4 separate regions of the Mus musculus genome follow, and regions 2, 3 and 4 are each linked to region 1. The links are chromatin contacts, called in public HiCAR-type and promoter capture Hi-C maps. All regions are on one chromosome and are shown on one strand. Each heading gives the region's core, a stretch centred on a gene start, on an enhancer-like site or on the middle of the called end of the contact. The rest is flanking DNA. Distances are from core to core; before and after follow the strand shown. Region 1 holds the start of Adgrb3 (adhesion G protein-coupled receptor B3). Region 2 holds the start of Col19a1 (collagen, type XIX, alpha 1). Region 3 holds the start of Lmbrd1 (LMBR1 domain containing 1). Region 4 overlaps Lmbrd1 (LMBR1 domain containing 1).

What was found. Promoter capture Hi-C pulls out the DNA fragments that hold promoters and counts their contacts. HiCAR-type assays count read pairs that join an accessible place to other places.
Region 2: a HiCAR-type map of astrocytes shows a contact between it and region 1, with 3 times the contacts expected there. The contact joins the promoter of Col19a1 here to the promoter of Adgrb3 in region 1. A contact is called at or near these places in 1 of 39 promoter capture datasets (hippocampal neurons), 1 of 115 datasets of contacts at active chromatin or transcription factors (astrocytes) and 1 of 9 other capture datasets (embryonic stem cells).
Region 3: a contact with region 1 is called in a HiCAR-type map of astrocytes, with 7 times the contacts expected there. The contact joins the promoter of Lmbrd1 here to the promoter of Adgrb3 in region 1. A contact is called at or near these places in 6 of 39 promoter capture datasets (cranial neural crest, embryonic stem cells, frontonasal cranial neural crest and 2 more) and 7 of 115 datasets of contacts at active chromatin or transcription factors (astrocytes, embryonic forebrain, embryonic midbrain and 3 more).
Region 4: a contact with region 1 is called in a promoter capture Hi-C map of hippocampal neurons, with 5 times the contacts expected there. The contact joins the enhancer-like site here to the promoter of Adgrb3 in region 1. A contact is called at or near these places in 1 of 39 promoter capture datasets (hippocampal neurons), 1 of 484 Hi-C or Micro-C datasets (cerebellum) and 3 of 115 datasets of contacts at active chromatin or transcription factors (SST interneurons, astrocytes and embryonic hindbrain).

Annotation. Positions count from the first base shown.
Region 1 is chr1:25,828,340-25,831,271 of GRCm38.p6, forward strand. It overlaps Adgrb3 (adhesion G protein-coupled receptor B3), which reads right to left and starts at 1,368. Exons shown (of 31, transcript NM_175642.4): 1 at 1,123-1,368. Gm9884 (predicted gene 9884) reads left to right here and starts at 2,091. Exons shown (of 2, transcript NR_169046.1): 1 at 2,091-2,702; 2 at 2,829-2,932.
Region 2 is chr1:24,585,929-24,588,860 of GRCm38.p6, forward strand. It overlaps Col19a1 (collagen, type XIX, alpha 1), which reads right to left and starts at 1,509. Exons shown (of 51, transcript NM_007733.2): 1 at 1,422-1,509.
Region 3 is chr1:24,677,016-24,679,947 of GRCm38.p6, forward strand. Lmbrd1 (LMBR1 domain containing 1) reads left to right here and starts at 1,529. Exons shown (of 16, transcript NM_026719.2): 1 at 1,529-1,801. The coding sequence starts at 1,742.
Region 4 is chr1:24,757,161-24,760,092 of GRCm38.p6, forward strand. All of the region lies in intron 14 of Lmbrd1 (LMBR1 domain containing 1), which reads left to right. Among named protein-coding and RNA genes, the nearest start is that of Lmbrd1, 80 kb to the left of the region's middle. Within about 2 kb of position 1,426, at least 12 of the 459 cell types and tissues checked have an H3K27ac peak or open chromatin away from gene starts, as enhancers often do. A contact at or near this core is called in cerebellum and hippocampal neurons, where this site is marked.

The DNA of each region.
Region 1 (2,932 bases), core at 118-2,617:
ATAAACCCAGAGCTGATAGGACTATCAGAATAGCGTTTTCTCTTCCAAACACACAGCTCACTGAGTAATGCCTTTTCCAGTTGAAAATAAGTAAATAAATAAATAAATAAAGGTAATGATATTTTAGAGGTTACGTGTGTTTAAAAAAAATGGGAACAGTCTCGTGTGTGTGTGTGTGTGTGTGTGTGTGTGTGTGCACGCTGTAGCACTTTGCAGGCAATGCAGGTCTGCGCAGTGTTCTTCAGGATAGAGTGTAGGCGTTGAAAGCCGATGTGACAGTAAGTGTCTAAATTAGGAATTCCAACCATGAAAGGGGGCTTCATTTTATAATCAGGAACTCAAAAGGAGGTCGTATTTCTTTTCCTTATTAAAAAAAAAATCGGTATTTCTGCTTCCATTTATTTGGCAGTGGATGTCTGCAATAGTGTGCTTATCAGTGATTAGAAGAGAAGGGAAGAGCTGATTTCACATCTCTCTTCCACCCTTCATGTAACGCTCTTTATTTTTAACCATTCTTGGGGTACGAAGTCTTGTTTGTTTCTATATAATAAGAAATATGAATCATTGAACTGCCCCCACCCCCACTGCAGGCCCTGTTCAAACAACCGTATATCTGTCTAAGGAAAAATAAGGGCCAGAGGTTGCCTAAGGGATGGTCACTGAGGGCTCCAGAATGTTGTATTTATTTATTTATTTATTTGGCTCTTTCTGAGAGGCAAACCAGCACTGAGTTTAGCTATTCTCAAACTGATCTTCTGGGTGACACTTTAGTTTAGCCGAACATAGACGGCGCCATCACTCCACTGATTTTTTCCCCCAACAGAAGACCCAATCCTACTCTATCCTAACTTCCTTTTAACCTACCCCCCTCCGCCCCCGCTAAAATTACCTCAATCACGCACGAGTTGCTAGATTTTCTGGGTCTCTCTCCCTATTCCTTCCCATCCAGCACACCTCTTCAAAAACAGACTTCTCTTAACTTTTCAACTGCGGCGTTTTAGTAAGCTCAGAATCTTGCCATCCGCCAGCAACAGCCTTGACTTCCATCCCCCCAAACTGAGCCCAAGTCTCTCCGGGCGACCCCCCAGAAGACAGAGGTGACCCTTAGGCCCCTTTCCTTACCTTCCACTCCGAAAGCTCCGGGAGGCTCTTGATCTAAGACACCAGAACAGGCACACGTCCCAACAACAGTGATGGAGAGACTCCCCTTCGGTCCCAATCACCGTTGCCCATTTTTCCCCCCGGTTCAGCTTCAAATATTAAGATTTATGATTGGAAAAAAAATAATGCATGCAAACGAAAGGCAGAGGGAAAAAAAGGAAAAAAAAATAATAGGGGGGGGGGCGGTGGTATCCAGCGGCCAGAGCCTTGCGCCTTATCCAAGTGAATGAAGCCTTCAAAGGAGAGGCGGGGAGAGGCCCCCTGAAGGGAGACTCCACAGAAACACCAAACAGAAAAATGGAAGTGGATAAAGAGCGCAGATGTGTTTTCCCAAACCCACCCCCCCGCAACAAACGGATTGGCCAAGAAGCCAAAAAAGCGCTGAGAAGTGGCCGGCGGCGCTGGCTGGGGCGGCGTGTTGGGCGGTGGGCTGGTGGCAGGAGTGCTCCCGGCCGGTGGCGAGGCTGGAGCAGGAGCCGTTTGCTTGCTTGGTGCGCCCTCCTCCCCGGCCCTCCTCCCTGCCAGGTACTGATGGACGGAGCGCGGCTGAGGAGCTGGGGGTAAAATCCTGGGCTGGCGACGTCGGGAAGCTGTTTGAATGCCGGGCGAGGAGGGAGGCGCGCGAGGGCACGAGATAGTAAAGCTGTGTGGCGGGCGTGCGCGCCGGCGCGCGGCGCTCGCTCTCCCCGGGCTGCGCGCGAAGGGGGCCCGCGCGTTCCTCGGCGCGCACCCGCCGCTGGGCAACCCTCCCGCGCGCGTGCTCGTGGGTGCGCGCGTCCCCGGCGGAGCGCTGCGCCCGGACCAGAGTCCGGCCTCCCCCGCGGCGGGCGAGCTGGCGGGCGGGCGAGCGGGCGAGCGGGCGAGCGGGCGGGAGGGAGGACGGGCGCGGGAGCGAGGCGGGCGGGCGGGCGGGCGGGCGCGGGCTCCTCGGGGCTCTAGCCGAGCCCGCGCCCTGCTACTCAAACCCAAACACGTCTGGAAAACCGATCTTTTCTGCGCCTGGGAGGTTTTCGCATCCTCAGTTCCCACCGCTGAGGCTGGTCGCCACCAAGTGTAGGAGAAAGTCCCCAGGAGGAGAGGCAGGGGGGCGCGGAGACGGGAAGGCGACATGGAGGGGTAGGAAGTAAACGCTGGACTCGATCATCTGTCTGCTGCCATTCAGAGCGGACCTGCCGCAGCGGGAGAGCTGTCATTTCAGCACCGGGATTTAGCCTTGATCCAGTCTGCAGCTGAGGGGCCACAACTCAGCTCCCACTGCTCTTTGCCTCAGGCTGGAGGCTGGAACTATAGTTGTTCAGTTTTTTTGTTTTGTTTTGTTTTGTTTTTTGTTTTTAAAATCACAGCCAGACTGCAATTAACAGCTTATTTGTTCTGTCACGAAAGAGGCTTTGCCAGGACCACTGAGCAGGCTACCGAGGTCAGGCGTCCTGAGCTGCTCTCAGCATGGCGTTGGGACAATAGTGCGGGTTCTAAACTTTTGATTCGTTCTGGCTTCTTAATGCATTTATTCCTTGTCAAGTTTCCCCTCGTAGGAAGTTCGGGTAAGTGATGGGAAGAAATGAAGAAAAGCTACCTTTGTTGTCCGTTGAGAAGGGGGATAAGGAAGATAAATTTCTACACGACTCCACCGTTTTATTTACTTATTGTTTATTTTGCCTCTTGTACAGACGTCTGAAGATGCATCAGATAGACTTCACATGCACATGCAGGTCACTCGCCAGCTAGTTTGGTCTCTACTTGTGTACGCGGTTGGTGGTTTGCAAAACAAGTG
Region 2 (2,932 bases), core at 259-2,758, 1.2 Mb before region 1:
TCTACTTAGAAAGAGCCCAACGGGCTTTGCTCACCTACTCAGGAGAACCTAAAGGCCACCCTTCTCGGCCAGGCTTCTTCCTCCCTTAAAGAACAACTGTAGTCCTTGATTTGTACAGGAGTGTTGCTTTCCTTAGCTCTGATTAGTGGGAGTGGGGGTGGGCAGATGTATATTCTTCTAAAGCGCCTCTAGTACTCTCTCATCCCTTTTGCTCCTCAGACCTCCTCTCCAAGGAGAGGTTGGAAGTAAGTAGTCTGAATTGGTGATGGGGTGGGTGGAGGCTGCACAATTTATTTCTGTTACCCTTCCATCTCCCAGCTCACTCACTCTAGATCTCACATCACCCACTGTCGCAATTCCTGGATGGTTCTATTAAAAGTATATATTTTCAGCATCTGGGTCCCATTCTCTCCATTGCCGAGTCCATTGTCCTCCGAGACCCACCATGCGTTCCCCTCTGTCCCCCATGGCACGGGGCCCACGTGGGTAACCTGCCCACCCACTCAACTAGTTCCAGAGCCCTCCACGACCTAGCTGGGGTAAGGTTAAGCTTCATCTCCCGCCTGCTTCAAAGGAGCTGGCTTGTGCAGTGGCGCGCTTGGTTCCGGGCCAACAAACTTCTCCAGGACCATGCGCGCCGCCTCCCTCCTCCAGGCGGCGGTGGCTGCGGCGCCGGCCGGATTCCCGCAGAGCCGAGGGCCGCGGGCGGAGGCGAGGCGCCGGCCCTTTGCGCCGGGACCCTGACGTCCCCGCGGCGGCCGCGGCTGCGAGGACAGCGGGGACAGCGGCTGCGCTCCGGCTGGACGCGCTGCGCACTCTGCGTGTTGAAGGAGACACAGGGCCAGGTACTCCGGGACCAGACCCGGATCCTCCTCCGCGACAGCCTAAGCCGGGCTTGGGACCCCCGCGCGGGTCGAAGTGGGTAACTCCACCGGGTACACGAGCGTCCGAGCTTTGCGTCCTGGCTTTCACCTCTCCCGGTTACAGCATCCAACCCTAGAGACCACAGCCCCACAGCATTCGTAGCTTGCTCTGTTCGTTTACCCCTTCTTCCATAGCTCGCGTGCCTTCCATCCGCATCAGCATCGCATACACTTCTGCTTCCCAAACCCAACCAGAAAATCCACCGAGAACTAAAGTGGAACGCGCGAGCCCGCGTGACCTGGACGCACAAACACGAGCCACATTATAGGCAGCGTGTCAAAGTGGCCTGATCTGGCCAAATGCACTCGGTCCCCTCGTCTCCGCGTGGGAATGCAGGTGGGCAGATTTTCCCCTCGAAATATGTGCACTTGTGCAGTACGGTTGTGACATTTTCTTTAAAAGCAGATGCAGGCAAATGACCAGAAATACAGCATATGGCAGAGACCGGGCTTGTGAAGGCAACATCAAGCAAAATGTGGCAGAGCTGCGCAGCTTACCTTGGGTTGGTGTCAGAGCCCCTGGGAGGCGCGGTGGAGTCCGGACAGGGCTGCCGCACCGCCGCGGAGTGGCCCGCTCCAGCTCCCAGCGAGTGGAAGCGGGACGCATCTCTGCCCTTATTCGTCCCTTCAGTGTGACCCTCCCACTCGGTGAGCACGGAGGACTCAGCAAGACAGTCCTCAGCCAACTCATGCCCAGGTTTTCCTTGATCACACAGAGCTGGGTACTAAGTCTTTCAGGTTTCTGTTTTAATAGCAATTTCATAGCGGCAATGACAGTTGGGGGCAGACGCTTTCTCACTTCTGACTATGAAGTGTCCTCAAAGTACGGTGCGGTGCAGTGCGTGGTATACATTCACAGGTAGATAATTGGCTTTTTAACAGTCGAGCTAAAAATAAAAAAGGGTATCGTGTATGTTTTATTTTGCACTTCTATTTCTTGAGTTTATCTAAAGTTAATCAAGTCAGCTTGCATTCTAATCATCGTTCTCTATGTAGGTTTGTGTCTACATCCATAAAGGTATGTTGTGACTGTTAAATATATTATGCTTCAATAGTCTGGTGTTATAAATATCTGTCTTGTAAGTCTTCGAGATCTCTTTCAATATGTGGAGGGGGTGGGTATAGCAGTACATATACACCTACAGTAAGTATATACATACATATATATAGTATTATGTGTCTATATTCAGATTTATATTCATTCATAGTAAACATACACATATATTTATATACATATAGTGTGTGATTTTTTTAAAAACACTAGAATTTGTAAGATTAACCCACAGGTTAAACAATGCTTAACTTCTTTTAGTTGTGTGTTGCCGCAGTTGGAGAGAAAATATGTATTATTAATCCATAAGAATGGAAATCATTACCTTAGAGTGTTACCTCAAAGACATAAGTCTCACTTAGTGAGATTCCCAGTCCAAAGACGACAAGACCACAGTGGCAAAGATTTTAAAATGCTCAGAACAAATTTTTAAATAGCTCATTTTCACCTCTTTGGAGGAAGACCATTACAGCATCAACCAGTGGGTTTGTAACCTGCCTATTCCCAAAGAAAACAGAACACTGAAGTGTGAGAATTCACAAACTGCCATGAACCACGTTTCTGTCAGAATTTCAAGCCATACAATGTGTCTCCCTCCTCATGTGCTTTCCTTCACGAATTTTTGGTTGACTGTGGAAAGAGGCCAAAGGAAAAGGCATCACGTGAGTCCAGCGGCTCAGTTGCCCATTTAAAGACAGGATTCCTAAGCCTTCCCTAGGCATCTGGTGAACCTTTCCATTTGCTCAAGTATCCTAATTGAATTTGTTTCCTCGTTTGTCAGTTATATTTTTATATATGCATTTTATGCCCAGGATTTATTGTCCAGACTATTCAATTTAGCTATTTGCATCAGATTAATACTCTTTAAAAATAAACTTTGAAACTGTAGGTCAAGCCGATGAATTTTACTCCACTGTTTCAATAATTTCTCAACCTTTAAATTGCTCATGAAGTAGCT
Region 3 (2,932 bases), core at 279-2,778, 1.2 Mb before region 1:
CATAATAAGACTTATAAATTGATTATCTCAAGTACTTTCACTTAGTGATGGACAACTGCCTAATGGAAGAGGTCTCAAGGAACCTATTTGAAAATGGACATAATACTACGATATAGAGAAAGGTGTTGTCTGATTCATACCAATGTGGAATGGGATCTGAATCCTATGGAAATATGCAAAAGTAAGTTATTTGTTCCATGGCAGAATTAGGGAAATGCAGCTTCAGGAGGAACAGCTTGTGCTCACAAAATTACTGATTATGTGATCGTTTTCAAAGAGGATTTGGGCCATTGAAGACAACAGGGATGACTGGTCTCAGGTGGTTTTTGATATCTCCTCTAACCAGCAAGCCTACTACAGAAGGGTTAAAAGGCATTGGCTCAAGAAGTAAAGCACAAGCATGACTTGTTGGTGATGCACTTGGGGACACACATGAGATCTCAGAGACGGACACACACTTCCACCAGAGAGTTTCTGATGGGACCGGTTCATATAAAACACATTCTGTTTCCACTTTCTTCTCATTTCGACACTTCTACCCAACCCTTAACTACTGCAGACTTCCAGTCAGAAATAAGACCAAGGTGAGTAATAATATCACAGCAGAATAAACTATAGCGACGATGGAGTTCATCCATAAACTGTTTTGACTGCATCCTAAGTGTCTTAGTGTCCTAAGGATGGAAGTGTTTATTGGGTTCACAGTGCAAGGTTTCAGCGCATTGTTGTGGTGATGTTATAGACAGCAGGAACTAGAGGTGGCTACTCACATCCAAGGTCAAGCGCACACAGCAATGAGTTATGCACGCATGCTAAGTAAGTCTTCAGTTCTGGTCCAGGGATGTGGAAATGTTACCACCCACATTCAGGGTGGGGCTTCTCACCTCAGCCCAATTAAAGGAAAAAATCCCTCACAAGCCCACAGGACAATGTATTCGAGACAATTTGTCACTGAGTCTTCCGAGATGGTTCTGCATTGTATCAAGCCCACAGACAAACGTCCACAATCAAAACTAAATATCACGCCGGGGTTTGTTTATTCAATTTAAATACACACTAATACACCACGGGACCCAGGCAAGCATCCCAGGTTTTCCCTCAGCTTCACATAAGATTTACAACAATCTCTGTTTTGTTCACTTGAGCATATTATTAGCACCTACAGTTCATAGACTCGGACATTTTAATTGTATGAAACCATCATGGAAATTCACAGGTACGCGCAGATGGAAAAAACAAAACAAAACGAAACATCACGTGGTAGCACAGTGCCGTCAAGCAATGACGTGACCTGGTCATCAGCAAATTATAAAGTCATCTGGGCAGATGACATTCTTTTATTCTGAGTCATTCCTGCACCAGGATGACTTCTGATTGCATAATGGGATCAAAACCTTGTTTTTGGAAGCAATGAAAACCCGTAATGTCACTCTACATTCAGAGGCACAGACACAGCCCTGCCTCCGTAAAGCTCCTAGAGTGCCAGCAAGATCAAGTGGCACGCAGGCCGCGCGTGGGCGGGCAGCGTGGTGACGTCACGGTGCGTCGGGTGCGCCCCGCCTCGGCTCGGCTGGTCGCCAGGGGACGCTCGCGGGCCGGGTCTCCTTGGCAACCCTCCGCTCTGCCCCTCCGCCCCTTTAACCTTTAGGCTGCGCAGTTCCGGGTCCCTCTTCGTTCCGTCCCGTCCCGTCCCGTGCCTTCCCTCCCCACCCCTTTGGGCTTATCCGGACCGGAAGCGAAGATGGCGGCGGCGGCGGCCGAGCTGGTGATCGGCTGGTGCATCTTCGGCCTCTTGCTCCTGGTAGGGGAGGCGCTCCGAGTTCTCCCAGGGTGAGGGGGTGGGAGGAGGAGGAGGGCGGGCCAGCGCTGGCCTCGCCTGTCGGGGACCCTCCTCGCCCGCCCTGCTCTCTGCTGGGTCCGCGAGGGTCTCCGGAGGAAGGCGAAGAGGCGCTGATCCTCCGCGGTCTCCTTCCTAACTTCAGCCAGCTTCTGTCTCTTGTCTGAGAATGTAGCTGGCGGGTGAGTTTGGGGACGAGCGACCCTCGGGGTGGAGAAAGGCGTGATCACGGCTTGAATTGGAGTCCTCACCGCCTCTGGGCCAGGCTTCTGGGCTCTGACAGAATCAATTGTTTATTTGTTTAAATGCCTCCTTCCCCCCCCGCCCCCCCTTGTTTCCCCGCGCCCATTGTGCGATTCTGCCTTGATGACGTGAGTGTCACGTTCTAGGTATTACATTCCACTTAGAACGCTGTAGAGCCGCTTGGCCAGGCGGGAGGTTATTACCTGTCTGACCTCAGGTGCCTTCTTTTCCAGACTTCTCTGATCATTGGGTGCACAAAACCCAACTGTAGTGACTCAGAGTGACCTGGTTGTTACTTTCTGACTTCGTTTAGTTTGCTTCTCTTATGACATTTCATATTGTCAAATCCTTCCCCACTCTACAAAGACTTCAGTCCTATGGTCAGTTAGTGTTTGCATTTTGAAACTCGTCCGATGTGTTTCAGATTCCCTATACTGACCCTTGGGTAGTTTGTTCAGGTAGTCAAGTTTTTCAGTTTTTCATCAGGTAGCGCGCGCACGCGCGCACACACACACACACACAGAGATACAGACACACACACAGACACACACACGCACACGACACTTGCCTTGCATGTTCAGGAACCCTAAATTCAGTCTTAGTACTGGCATGCTCCCTTCACTTTAACAAATCCCATTGCCCTGGGCCATGCTTAGCTTGTGTCCTGGAGGGAGGCTATCTAGCCCTGTACTAGGAGAGAATTCACTGGCTTTCCCAGCCCATATGTTTAGTGAAAAATAAGCATGTTACCAGCAGGAACGTAGAGTTGGAGTATCTTGATTAATGAAAAAGCATTTAAAGCACAGTAGTTTTACTGTGGATACAGTAGTTTTATCTAGGAGGATACAAACA
Region 4 (2,932 bases), core at 176-2,675, 1.1 Mb before region 1:
TTCATTTATTTATTTATTTATTTATTTATTTATTTATTTATTATATGTAAGTACACTGTAGCTGTCTTCAGACATTCCAGAAGAGGGAGTTAGATCTCGTTACTGATGGTTGTGAGCCACCATGTGGTTGCTGGGATTTGAACTCAGGAACTTTGGAAGAGCAATCGGGTGCTCTTACCTACTGAGCCATCTTACCAGCCCCATATATTCTTAAAATATAATAAAATTGTTTTCTTTAGGCTTCTATCATCTTTAATGTACATCATGTCTCATTTCCCTTTATCTAGACCTTCCATGAGATTTCATGAAATGCTGATTCAGCTGTGTGGCGTTTATTCAGCTTTAACTTCATTAGTTCAGCTTTGCTGTCTGTTGCAGTTTCCTCTTTTCTTCTCCTCACGTGTCTGGCTTTACATGTGTCTCAGATCGTTTCAGATGTATGTAGTTCATGTGTGTGGTAAAGATCCCAGAGTTTCCTGCATGCACACATCTCCTGCCTTCGCGATCCTTTCTCCCATGCTCAGGCTGTTCTTCACGGGGTATTTTCTTTGTTTTAACCATTTAATACATAATTACATTTTTGATAAAAAAAATGTCTTGATAAATAATTACAAATGCAGAGTCTAAATATCTATGTTAGTTCTTGGTAACAGTTTAACACGATGACTCAATTGTGATTACACCTTTTACCCAGAAACCCTGGAAATGCTCTTAGCTGTGCAGTACATTGACGCTGCTTAGTAAAAGTAAACTTAAAATAAAAAGTGTTGTTATTACAGCTATTAATCAGCGCTATTTTAGCGAAAGTCAACGTGCATTAAAAAATGCCTTTAGTGGTACAAAAAGGAAGAAATGTGTAAAATTAGAATGACCAGGTAAGATAAATCTTGCTCTGACATAGTGGTTTTGTTACATCTGTTTCTGATAGCCTGTGAGAAGCAGTGGCGGAAGGAAGCAAACTGGAGACTTTAAAAAGGCTTTCCATTTTACTCATGGGCTCATGGTGCGCTTGCTCAGCACTTAACTTGTATACTCCAAGAGAAAAACAAGTTTTAAGTTTTCATGCTAAGCATTTAGTCTTTAGTGGTTGGAACTTTGTATGCCTTTTTCCATGACAATGGTCAGACTCCTGACTGCTTCTAATTTTAAGACACAACCCCACACTGGTCATCCACCAATTCAGTGTCTGTCTGTCTCTCTCACTGTGTGTGTGTGCATGTATGTGTGCACTCACCTGCCCATGTATTTGCGTGTGTGGGTGCATGCTGGTATGTATGTGTGTGTATATGTCAAGACAACTTCTGGTTGGCCTTCACTTTCCACTTGGGTGAGATCTGAGGCAGCGTCACTCATCCTCAGCCGCAGGCTAGCCAGGCTATGAGGATTACAGGATCCTCATCAGCACCTCCCATCTCACCCAGAGAGTACTGAAGTTCCCGATGCCTGCTCCTGTGCCCTGCTCCAGACTCAGGTCCTCAAACCTGCACAGCATGCACTTTGCCACTGAGCCATCTCTCCATCGTAACTTGGCTTTGAAGGTTAAAGAAAGTTCAGTTGTTTTGCTGTCATCTTCTTGGATAACATCAAGAGCTAGAGCTATGCTTCATGTGCTACGTGCCGGTGATGGAGGTGAGCAGCTGGACACTGGCAGATGGTGAACAAGGATCTCTCCCTTTGTTCAGTGCGGAATCATCTCTTGGCGTGAAATAGCAGCACAGAGCTCGTTTGCAAGCATTATTCTCTGAGTGTATGCCACTCTATGTAAATAAACTCAATGTAGCAAGCACATAAAGATAACAAATTCTATTGTATGCTAGTGCATGGGTTTTTAGGGTAGCTTTGTTTTTTACAACAAAGCCAAACACTAACAATATTTTCACCTGAATTTTAGGAAGCTTGCATCAAAGGCACACTTTTAAAACATGGAAAACACGTAAACAATGTGGTTGGGAAAAATATTTAAGATACAGTTTTGGTGGTGGTCCAGGTAATCCGGTCTAAGACAGTTTCAAATGTCACTGAGTGGATTACTAGGCCTCTGGGACAGAATGATGGGATTTCATTTGTGCTTGCTTCTGTCCGCTCAGCTGCTGTCCTCTAATCCCTCTCCTGGCCCTGAGAGCCTAATTCAGTCAAGTCTTAACTCCCAACATGTCTTCTAGTGTGGAAATGAAGAGAACTTCTGCGTCTCTGTTTACTCTGCCGTTCACCGTGAGACTTCCGAGTGACATTTCCCAGGCAGTTTTATACTTGCACGTAATACTTAGCCAGGGAAGATACTGCTCTTGGCTTTAAATAATTTTATATTAGTTGTGGTTTTTGTTACTGTGACAAAGGTAGTAGAAGGGGAGACGGGTTTATTTGGGCTTAGGTTTAAGAAGAGATACATTCCTTCAAAATGGTGCAGTATGGTGGCTAGCTCCATTGTGTCTGGAGCCAGAAAACAAATAAATGCAGTGTCCAGCTTGCTGTCTCCTCCTTATTCAGTCTGGGAGCAGTCTAGAGGATGATAACGCCCACATCCAATTAGCTCCTCCATACGTCTCTCTGGAAACAAATCATACATACACACACATACACACACACACACACACACACACACACAGAGAGAGAGAGAGAGAGAGAGAGAGAGAGAGAGAGAGAGAGAGAAATAATCTCCTGGGAGACTCCCAATCAAAATTTTAAATAACTTTTCCTACCTTGCAACCTATAGCTCTCTTCCTATATAAGCATTCTTCTTGCCTATTTTAAAGGGGAGCTTACTTCTTAACAGTGTATCTTGTTGCCGAAATGGTCACATCTAAATTTTGCTTAACCTGCTTTGTTTCAACTCTATGTAGAGAAAAATAATGAAGATATGCAATCTGGCGATGATTCTCCTGCCAGAGAAATCCTTCCTCACTATGGTGGGGCATCCACAGAGTGTTAAGAG